Regions from separate parts of the Pan troglodytes genome. Here regions 1 and 3 are each linked to region 2. A link is a contact called in public Hi-C data. All regions are on one chromosome and are shown on one strand. The core of a region is the stretch at or near the end of the contact, and the rest is flanking DNA. Distances in the headings are between cores, read along the strand shown. Region 1 holds the start of DHX58 (DExH-box helicase 58). Region 2 holds the start of CNP (2',3'-cyclic nucleotide 3' phosphodiesterase). Region 3 holds the start of KCNH4 (potassium voltage-gated channel subfamily H member 4).

Evidence for each region. A called contact is a pair of places that touch in the nucleus more often than the background predicts.
Region 1: a Hi-C map of stem cell-derived neural progenitor cells shows a contact between it and region 2, with 8 times the contacts expected there. The contact joins the promoter of DHX58 here to the promoter of CNP in region 2. A contact is called at or near these places in 4 of 7 Hi-C or Micro-C datasets (blood, induced pluripotent stem cells and stem cell-derived neural progenitor cells), 1 of 1 datasets of contacts at active chromatin or transcription factors (stem cell-derived excitatory neurons) and 1 of 1 other capture datasets (stem cell-derived neural stem cells).
Region 3: a contact with region 2 is called in a Hi-C map of stem cell-derived neural progenitor cells, with 2.4 times the contacts expected there. The contact joins the promoter of KCNH4 here to the promoter of CNP in region 2. A contact is called at or near these places in 1 of 7 Hi-C or Micro-C datasets (stem cell-derived neural progenitor cells) and 1 of 1 datasets of contacts at active chromatin or transcription factors (stem cell-derived excitatory neurons).

What each region holds. Positions count from the first base shown.
Region 1 is chr19:26,030,002-26,033,303 of NHGRI_mPanTro3-v2.0_pri, forward strand. DHX58 (DExH-box helicase 58) reads left to right here and starts at 1,333. Exons shown (of 14, transcript XM_063798576.1): 1 at 1,333-1,463; 2 at 1,854-1,946; 3 at 2,166-2,334; 4 at 2,562-2,763; 5 at 3,146-3,302. The coding sequence starts at 2,167. KAT2A (lysine acetyltransferase 2A) reads left to right here. Exons shown (of 18, transcript XM_511500.8): 17 at 1-66; 18 at 224-953. The coding sequence ends at 417.
Region 2 is chr19:26,176,685-26,179,701 of NHGRI_mPanTro3-v2.0_pri, forward strand. It overlaps CNP (2',3'-cyclic nucleotide 3' phosphodiesterase), which reads right to left and starts at 1,327. Exons shown (of 4, transcript XM_054670897.2): 1 at 1,216-1,327. The coding sequence starts at 1,254. ODAD4 (outer dynein arm docking complex subunit 4) reads right to left here. Exons shown (of 12, transcript XM_024350311.3): 12 at 1,483-2,141. The coding sequence ends at 1,651.
Region 3 is chr19:25,961,357-25,964,816 of NHGRI_mPanTro3-v2.0_pri, forward strand. It overlaps KCNH4 (potassium voltage-gated channel subfamily H member 4), which reads left to right and starts at 1,698. Exons shown (of 17, transcript XM_063798575.1): 1 at 1,698-1,898. The coding sequence starts at 1,823.

The DNA of each region.
Region 1 (3,302 bases), core at 83-2,582, 150 kb before region 2:
CCTTCATGGAGCCTGTGAAGAAGTCGGAGGCCCCTGACTACTACGAGGTCATCCGCTTTCCCATTGGTGAGGACCTTCCATTCCATCCCCTTCCCTCCTCTTCTGTCCCCACACCTGCTCCTGCCCTCACTGCGCCCTGCAGCCCCAGGGGGCCCACCCTGGTGGACAGCCCTGCCGTGGTCTTCAGCCTTTTAAAGCTGTGCTCCGTCTCCTGCTGCCCCAGACCTGAAGACCATGACTGAGCGGCTGCGAAGCCGCTACTACGTGACCCGGAAGCTCTTTGTGGCCGACCTGCAGCGGGTCATCGCCAACTGTCGCGAGTACAACCCCCCGGACAGCGAGTACTGCCGCTGTGCCAGCGCCCTGGAGAAGTTCTTCTACTTCAAGCTCAAGGAGGGAGGGCTCATTGACAAGTAGGCCCATCTTTGGGCCGCAGCCCTGACCTGGAATGTCTCCACCTCGGATTCTGATCTGATCCTTAGGGGGTGCCCTGGCCCCACGGACCCGACTCAGCTTGAGACACTCCAGCCAAGGGTCCTCCGGACCCGATCCTGCAGCTCTTTCTGGACCTTCAGGCACCCCGAAGCGTGCAGCTCTGTCCCAGCCTTCACTGTGTGTGAGAGGTCTCCTGGGTTGGGGCCCAGCCCCTCTAGAGTAGCTGGTGGCCAGGGATGAACCTTGCCCAGCCGTGGTGGCCCCCAGGCCTGGTCCCCAAGAGCTTTGGAGGCTTGGATTCCTGGGCCTGGCCCAGGTGGCTGTTTCCATGAGGACCAGAACTGCTCATTTTAGCTTGAGTGATGGCTTCAGGGGTTGGAAGTTCAGCCCAAACTGGAGGGGGCCATGCCTTGTCCAGCACTGTTCTGTCAGTCTCCCCCAGGGGTGGGGGGTATGGGGACCATTCATTCCCTGGCATTAATCCCTTAGAGGGAATAATAAAGCTTTTTATTTCTCTGTGTGATTGTTTCTTTGGTATAGTCCCAGCCTTAGCAGGCTCACCTTGGCCCCCAGGGACCTCTTGCAAACTGGAGGCTGCTCTCCCCAGCAAGCCTCAGGCCTGGTCCTGTGCTCCTGGGGTGATGGGTCCTACCTGCCTGCAGCCCCCCACCTCTCCCTCCTCCAGGCTGCTCCTGATCCAGATGCCAGGGCAGCAGGGGTCAGAACCTCCTGCCTTCACCTTAACCTGGGTGGATGTGGTTACAACTGACTGCAGAAGGGCCAGAGCGTAGAGGATCCTGTAGCACTGAAAGAGTGCTTCCCTGTTAGCACACGTGGTTCTTTTTCTTGGGGCAGGGATAGGAGATTCCTAAGTCGGCTCAGCTGGCTCCTCCCCTCAGTTTCAGTTTCCATTTCCGATTTCTGCTCTCTGCGCTGAGCACAGCGGCACCAGGCTGAGCTAAGCAGGGCCGCCTTGGGCAGGCCTACCTGGTGGTGCAGGCGAGACCCAGGCTGGGCAAGGCGCAGGTGTAGCCTGTGTTACTCCCACCTCCCCCCCCCACCTTTTGGCCACAGCAGGCTTCTGATGGGTTTTGAGGGTGTCCTCCCCCACCTCCCTCAAGTGGGGTGGAGTCCTGGGCAAAGGGAGGTCTCTGTACCGACTGGTCTGGCCAGGAGTTGGGATGAGTGGAGGGCCCAGTGGGTCTGAGTCCCCTGCCATTCCCAGAATGGAGCTGTGGCCCTACCAATGGGAGGTGATCATGCCTGCCAGGGCGCTGGCGCAGCAGCAGTACTTTCCCAGAGTTTGTACTCACGGCAGTTGGCGATGACTGTTAGCACAAACGGTTCTTTTCTCTTGGTTCTTTTTCCTGGGGGGGATGGGAGATTCCTAATTCGGCTCAGCTGTCTCCTTCCCTCAGTTTCAGTTTCCATCTTGGGTCTCCGAGCTGAGCAGAGTGGCACCAGGCTGAGTTAAGTGGGACTGCCCTGGGCAGACCTACCTACTAGAGCAGGTGAGACCTGGGCTGGGCAGGGGGCAGGTGTAGCTTGTGTTACTCCCGCCTCCCTCTTTTGGGCAGAGCAGGGTCCTGATGGGTTCTGAGGGAGTCCTGCCCCACCTCCCTCAAGTGGGGTGGAGTCCTGGGCAAAGGGAGGTCTCTGTACCGACTGATCTGGCCAGGAGTTGGGAGGGGTGGAGGAGTCGGTGGGTCTGAGTCCCCTGCCATTCCCAGAATGGAGCTTCGGCCCTACCAATGGGAGGTGATCATGCCTGCCCTGGAGGGCAAGAATATCATCATCTGGCTGCCCACGGGTGCCGGGAAGACTCGGGCGGCTGCTTATGTGGCCAAGCGGCACCTAGAGACTGTGGATGGAGCCAAGGTGGTTGTATTGGTCAACAGGGTGAGTGGTCTGTCCCTACCCCGCTCCCCCACCACCAAGCAGGGTCTCAGCTCTTCAGGCATCTCCCAGTCCCCACCAGAACTCCAAAGCTGCTGTGGCCATCGATAAGCTCACCTGTCTTTCCACCCTGGCTCAGTACCCAGCCATGTCCTGCGGGTCACCTTACCTCCTCCCTACCCCTGGCCCCAGATTCAGCTCTCTTTTCCCAGCTCATTCTCCACCCCCAGGTGCACCTGGTGACCCAGCATGGTGAAGAGTTCAGGCGCATGCTGGATGGACGCTGGACCATGACAACCCTGAGTGGGGACATGGGACCACGTGCTGGCTTTGGCCACCTGGCCCGGTGCCATGACCTGCTCATCTGCACAGCAGAGCTTCTGCAGATGGCACTGACCAGCCCCGAGGAGGAGGAGCACGTGGAGCTCACTGGTGAGGGCCATGGCCGGGAGGAAAAAGATACGCATCTGGGGTACCTCCTTTCGCCAACCCCAAGGCACCTCCTGGAGTCAAGGTGTTGGGAGTTTTTGTGGGAGTGAGGGGTTGCCCGTTCACAAAATCCCTGCAGGCACTCTAGTAGAAACAGGCCGGGCTATCGTGTAGGATCTTAGGCCAGTCCCTTCCCCAGCTGAGCCTCGGTTTACTAATCTGTGAAATGGAAAGAAATCTTCCCTGCCTGGCGCCTCATCCTGGGACCAGCTGCAGGTTGTGAAGGGAAGAAGGAATTCTTACATCATTGTGGGGACTACTTGAAAGCTGATGGGAGGAAGGGCTTTGCAAACGTAGGTCACAGCCTTCCCCCCTGTGCCCTCAGCCTTCTCCCTGATCGTGGTGGATGAGTGCCACCACACGCACAAGGACACCGTCTACAACGTCATCATGAGCCAGTACCTAGAACTTAAACTCCAGAGGGCACAGCCGCTACCCCAGGTGCTGGGTCTCACAGCCTCCCCAGGCACTGGTGGGGCCTC
Region 2 (3,017 bases), core at 77-2,576:
CAGCAGCTTCTGCGGTCCCGAGTTCCCTCCTGAGAAACACCACCGTTTCCCTTTCCAGCGGCCTCTCCGGCACCCCGAAACCCCTCCGCTTCTCCCAGACCTCAGGGCTGCCCTGAGTACCAAGAAAACTGGAAGTCGAACCCGGAGCCCCGGGTCCTCGTTTGCAAGACGCTTCCTCCCGAGGGGCCCCGACACTCGTTTCCCGCCCTGGTGCTACCCCGTGCCCGGCCCCGCCCGGCCTCTCACCATGATGAGGAGGGGCGCCGCCGTCGCCGCCTCTGCCGGCACCAGCGCTCCGGGGCCGCCCGCCTGCGCGGAGGGACACGGGAGTCCAGCGGTGGCACGACCCGAGCCCGGCCGCTTTACATAGCCCGGGGGGCGGAGCGGGCACCCGGGCGGGCTGGGGGCGGGCCGTCTCCTCTGCGCGCAGGCGCTGAGAACCAAAACCCGAAACTCTCGCCGCGCGCGGGAACCTCGGCCCGGTCCCGCCCCCGGCGCGCGCCTGCTCCCCACGCGCACCCACCCACTGCGCCTGCGAGCTGAGCGGCCACTAGCTTTTTCTGCGTGTTGAGGGGTAACTCAGTCACCCTCCCCGGTCCCGTGGATTAGCAGGAAGTGAGTGAGGCAGGGTCGTGCAAAGTCGGATCCTGTCTTTAATTTTTGATATTTTATTCATCATGGACTTTTGCATTAATTAAAAACTTTTTTTTTTACCACATTGGATTAAAATATTATCATGCAATTTGCTGGCATTCCGGTAAACTCTGCATCTGAAATGCCTCACTGGCCTCATTCGTCCAGGCCCTGTGCCAGCCAAAAGTCAGTCTCAGCCCCGACCTTTCCTTCTAGGAGCTGTGGAGACAGACCAGGATGGCAATGGTCAAAGGGACAGATGAGTAACGGAGTGAAATCCTAACATCCTCTGAGGGCAGATCCTCAGCTGCCACCTCCTCTGTGAAACCACTGAGAGCTCCGTTGGATTTTTGAGTTTCCTGTCCAAGTGCTGTGCTAAGCACTCAGTCCTCGCAGCAACCCCTGAGGCAGGTATCCCATTGTTCAGAGGAGAAGCCAGCTTGGAGAGCCTGATTTACCTGATTATGCCACCCAGAGGTGTCAGAGGCGGAGTCTGTCTGCCCTCCCGACTCCCAGGCCACTCCCCTATCTTTGGCCTCACTCCCAGCATTCGCTTGGTTCTGGCTTGCGGCATTCTCCTACCTGTGACAGCTGGGGCCGCCCCACCATTGTTCCATCCATAAAGCCTCCCCGCTGTCCTGCGCACTGGAGGGACTCAGTCAGTCACCGGTGTGTGGGAAGCACCTCTCCTCCCAGGCCTTCCCCTCTCCTCCCTGTGACTTCTTGTTCCCTGTAGCGCCCGTATCTTCACCTTCCTGAAACCCTTTCTTCTTGGCACCTTTCTCATTTCTTCCACGATGCTCTTCCAAGAATGGGCAGGGGTGAAGAGGCAAAGTGACAGACTCAGGGTTTGCAAGAGTGAAAGACACCTATTTAATGGCAAAATAGTGATGGAAAGCAGCAGAAGTAAAACCCTCATTTTTCCTATAACAGATAAATCGCTTGAAAATCCAGTTTAATAAAATCCCATGATCCCTCTGAACACCAGCTTCCTGATCCTCATCTCTACCGATGGCTTCATTCATACTCCTTTTCCATCTCATTTCCTGTTTTTTTCGTTTCTCCTATTTCTCCAAATTGTGTTTTTCCCAGTTCTTCTGGCTCTCTTCTGCCCACTTCTGAAAGTTTCTTTAGTTCTTCTGGTTCCTGTCTGCTGAATTCTCCTGAGAGTCTTTGCTCTAATTCTCCCGAAGGCCTCCTATAAATTTCTCTTGACTCTCTTCTGCCAGCTTCTAGTAGCTTCCCGCCTGTTTCTCCTGATCTTGTGCCTAATTCTCCTGACAGGCCCTTGGCAACTGCTCCCAAATCGCTTCTGGCTTTTCCTGCTTCCACACTCTGCTTTCCGCTTGCTGGGCTCTGCAGAGCTTCCCCAAAAGCCTCATCGTCCTCATCTGTCTCTTTCTCATCCTCAATATGGTCCCACTGCTTCACCACCTTCTCGGGCTCATCTCTCACTCTCCTCATGTCCTTCTCTCTTGTTATTATTCTATCTTCATACAGTGAAGCTTCTGAAAAATAAGAGAAAAGCGGGAAGAAAGATAAAAGTTTGTTCATGTCAGGCCGGATGCGGTGGCTCACGCCTGTAATCTCAGCACTTTGGGAGGCTGAGGCAGGCAGATCCCTTGAGGCCAGGAGTTCCAGACCAGCCTGGGCGACACGGTGAGACCCTGTCTGTACTAAAAATACAAAAATTAGCCAGGCGTGGTGGTTGGCGCCTGTAGTCCCAGCTACCCGGAGGCTGAGGCAGAAGAATCGCTTGAGCCCAGGAGGTTGGGGCTGTGATGAGCCAAAATCCAGCCACTGCACTGCAGCCTGGGTGACAGAGCAAGACCCGTCTCCAAAAAAGAAAGAAAAAAAAAAAAGAAAGAAACTGTTCATCTCTGTGGAGGCCTGTGCTTTTGAGAGGCAGATGAGAGAAAGGCCCTGAGAATGACTGTTTTTGCCAGCTCTTTAAATTGGTGTTGACAGCACACCTTTCCAAAAGCAGAGAAAGGGAACCATCATTGACTGAGCCCAGCTCCGTCCTGTGCATCACGTGAGGGCTGTATAGCTTATCCCATCCAGACATCATGAAAATGCGCACTGCCGTTGATTTGAGTTTGCAGTCAAGGGACCTGAGATCGATAGAAAAGAAATCACACGGCCGGGCGGCATGGCTCACGCCTGTAATCCCAGCACTTTGGGAGGCCGAGGCAGGTGGATCACCTGAGGTCAGGAGTTTGAGACCAGCCTGGCCAACAAGGTGAAACCCCGTCTCTACTAAAAATACAAAAATAAGCTGGGCATGGTGGCAGGCGCCTGTAATCCCAGCTACTTGGGAGGCTGAGGCAGGAGAATCGCTTGAACCCAGGAGGTGGAGGTTGCAGTGAGCCAAGATTGTGCCA
Region 3 (3,460 bases), core at 448-2,947, 210 kb before region 2:
CCTTGCTTGGACTTCTAGCATCCAGAACTGTGAGACAATAGGTTTCTGTTGTTTGAGCCACTCACTTTGTGGTACTTTGTTATGGCAGTCCTAGGAAACTAATATAACATCCAAAAGTAGAGACACAGGCTAGGCTCCATGGCTCATGCCTGTAATCCCAGCACTTTGGGAGGCTGAGGCGGGCGGATCACTTGAGGTCAGGAGTTCAAGACCAGCCTGGAAAACATGGCGAAACCCCATCTCTACTAAAAATACAAAAATTAGCCGGGCATTGTAATGCACGCCTGTGATCCCAGCTACTAGGGAGGCTGAGGCGGGAGAATTGCTTGAACCCAGGAGGCAGAGGTTGCAGTGAGCTGAGGTCATGCCACTGCACTCCAGCCTGGGCAACAGAGCAAGACTCCGTCTCAAAAACAACAAGAACAAGAACAACAAGAACAACAACAACAACAAAAGTAGAGACACAGAAAAATGTGGCACTTCTTAGCAATCTAACATCCCAGATAATACCTAGCTCAGAGGGTGGGGAGAATTTAGCCTGCCCTCCTTGCCCATAGGGTTCCCACTTTCACTGCTTCAGCTGTTTTGTCGTGGGAAGCAGCCACCCTCAGCCACAGAACTCAGCTGCCTCAATTTTCTGCATAGGTAGTGAGAAAGTCCTGTGTCTAGTCTCACTTTGGTCCCTCTTGCTGCTGTACTGGTTCCATCTTGGAGAAGTTAGAGGTCAAAGTTCACATGTGCATCCTTGGAGATTTGCAAGCCATGACTCTGCCCACCTCGAAACTATCTTTTTCAGAGGTAGTTTCTCCCAAACTTGCCTCCAGACTCTCTTCCACTTGAAGGGCAGCAGAGAGGAGGATTAAGACAGTAGGAAGAGGGAAAACAGGCAGGCAACTGCCCTTCAAGACACTTATTTTGTACCAAAGACATGCATTATGGTATTACATTCTCACGGTAACTGCATCAGGTAAGAATTATCAGCTCCATTTTACAGATGAGGAAAGTGAGCTTGGAGAGGATATCACACGATTCGTGTCTAGAGCTGGGACTCTACCTGGTGGACTCCAAAGCTCTTTTCATTCCACCACGCTGTGTCTCAGTAGGCAGAGTTCGCCAGGGTGTCTTGGGAAAACTGAGGCAGGAGGTAAGAATGGTGCTTTCTAGAGTTGGGGTTTCAAGCCTTCCCATTGTCCATTCTCTACCAGCAAACTAGCCTCTTAACCCTTGCTATCTCACACTGGAGCTACTGGCCTGTGGGTGCTGCGAAATATGTCAACTCCAGTAGGCGGCACTGTGAACCAGACACCAGCCCAGCGTGGACGGCGCGCGGGAAAACCCGCGAGGTGGAGCCACAAGGAGCAGCCAGGGAACCACGTGTGGGGGCGTGGCCAGCCTGGAAGAGGGCGGGTCTGTTAGTCAAGCCCCGCCCATCATTTCAGGCCTCCCCTCCCGGTGGGCGTGCCCCGAATTCTCTCCCCGAGAGACACGCGTGGGCCGCTCCCCTCTGGGAGGAGGGCTGCCCAGAGGGGTGCGGGTGTCGCTAGCGGCCCCTCCCCGTGTGGGGCCACGTGGCGGGTGCGGGCCGAGCCCGAGGGGAAGAACCTGGCCCGTGGGGAGGTGGGGGGGACCGAAACGGCGCTGAGCCGAGCCGAGAGCTACGGGGTTCGGAGCAGAGGCGGCGGCAGCGGCAGCGGCAGTAAGAGGGAGGGGAGGAGGCAGGAGGGCGCATGGGGCGCCCCGGCCCCTCCGACAGCGCGCCCCCTCCGGCCCGGCCGCGCTGAAAGCTCCTCAGCGCCGCGCCTTGAACCCACGCCCCGGGGCCATGCCGGTCATGAAGGGGTTGCTGGCCCCGCAAAACACCTTCCTGGACACCATCGCCACCCGTTTTGACGGAACGCGTGAGTGGGACGGAGGTCGGGGCTTGAGGTTCGAGCTGGGGGGCAAGTATCCTCGGGGTCGTCTCGGATCTCCTGGACATGGTGAGACCCGAGGCGAGGGGAGAGAATGGAGGTGCGGGTCTAGGAACTCCCAAAGCCGCGGTGCAGGAACAGGGCGGGGAGTGCCCTGCGAGGGGAGGAGGGGAAAGGGCCGAGAGCACGGGGGCCAAGGTTAGGGGGTGTGACTCGAGGCAGAAGAGGCTCTTTGTGCGGCAGAGCGGAGGAGGGGCCTTTGGAGCCGCCCACTCTCGGGCAGAGCTGTGCTGGGGGCGTGTATGGGGGTATCCGAGACACAGAAGTGGGGCAAAGTGGCCGGGCATTCTGGGGTCTACTCACAGACTCCAGCTCCCACTACCTCCAGAAAAAAAGGAGAAAAGATCAGACTTCAGCAGGACCTAGTTTGGATTGAGGTCGCGCGCCCCCAAATCGTGGGGCGTCAGTGTCTAAGGTGGGTGAGGCAGGAGAAGGGGAGCGGTCTGTGCGACGGTGGGAACTCCCAGCTCGCCCAACGCAGCTTGGGTTTCAGGTTCAGCACCTTGGACAGCCACATCACTCCTTCCCCGCCTCTTCTCCCGCCATTCCCTCTTCCCACTCTGGAACCCAGAGATTCCCCGCCCTCACCTCCCCCAACCCCGCCATTCCCTCGGGAACCCTGGCCGGGATCTGGATGGTGGGGGAGCGGTACCCGAGGGCGGAAACTGAGCCGCGGGGCCCTACCCTCTTCCCCACCACCTTGTTTCCATAGCGCCCATCACCGGGGCAACAGGCCCTGGGATGGAAGAAGGAGGCTGTGCCCAGAGCCCAGTGCCTCCCAGGCACCTTCAGTGTCCCCATCAGCCTCCCTGCCCCCAGACAGTCATCCCTCCTAGAGCACCAGGACTGGTTGTGTCACAGGCCCCATCTCTTAGCTGAGTCTCTGTCCCTGGATGGCCCACAGGAGTCCCCCTGGCCTCCCACCCATTGGAGCTGGAGGGAGACAGCTTGGGTTCTGCTGCTGGGGGTTGCTGGAGCTATACGCTCAATGCCCTCTCCCATTAGACTTTGAGCAGTGGGGCAGATCCCCTGAAAGCAGCTACAAGAATGCTAAAAAGTGGACCTTCTCTGGAAGGCAGGGAAGGAGGACAGCACTCATCACTGTCTGCCCCCACACTAAGGAGATCTGTGAGTTTGGATAATCTCTGCCTTTTGGTTTCCTATCAATAAATGGGTGTGGTGTCATCAGAATCTCTGCCCTGCTTACTCTGTAATAGGAAGAAAGCCAAGTGAATGTGGGGAAAAAATTTCACCTTCTCAGAGTAGCACTTACCATGTGCTAGGACTTGTTCTCCCCAAGTTAACTCATGTAACTCTCACAACGACCATGTGAGGAAGGCCTATTATGCCCTACTTTGCAAATAAGGAAAGCTCAGGCACAGAAGAGGTCATCAACTTGCCCAAGGTCACACAGTTAGTAAGTGGCAGTGGAGGGTTGCAGGAGCCCAGGCTCTTACTCACCATGCTATACTGCCTTCTACAGTGACAGC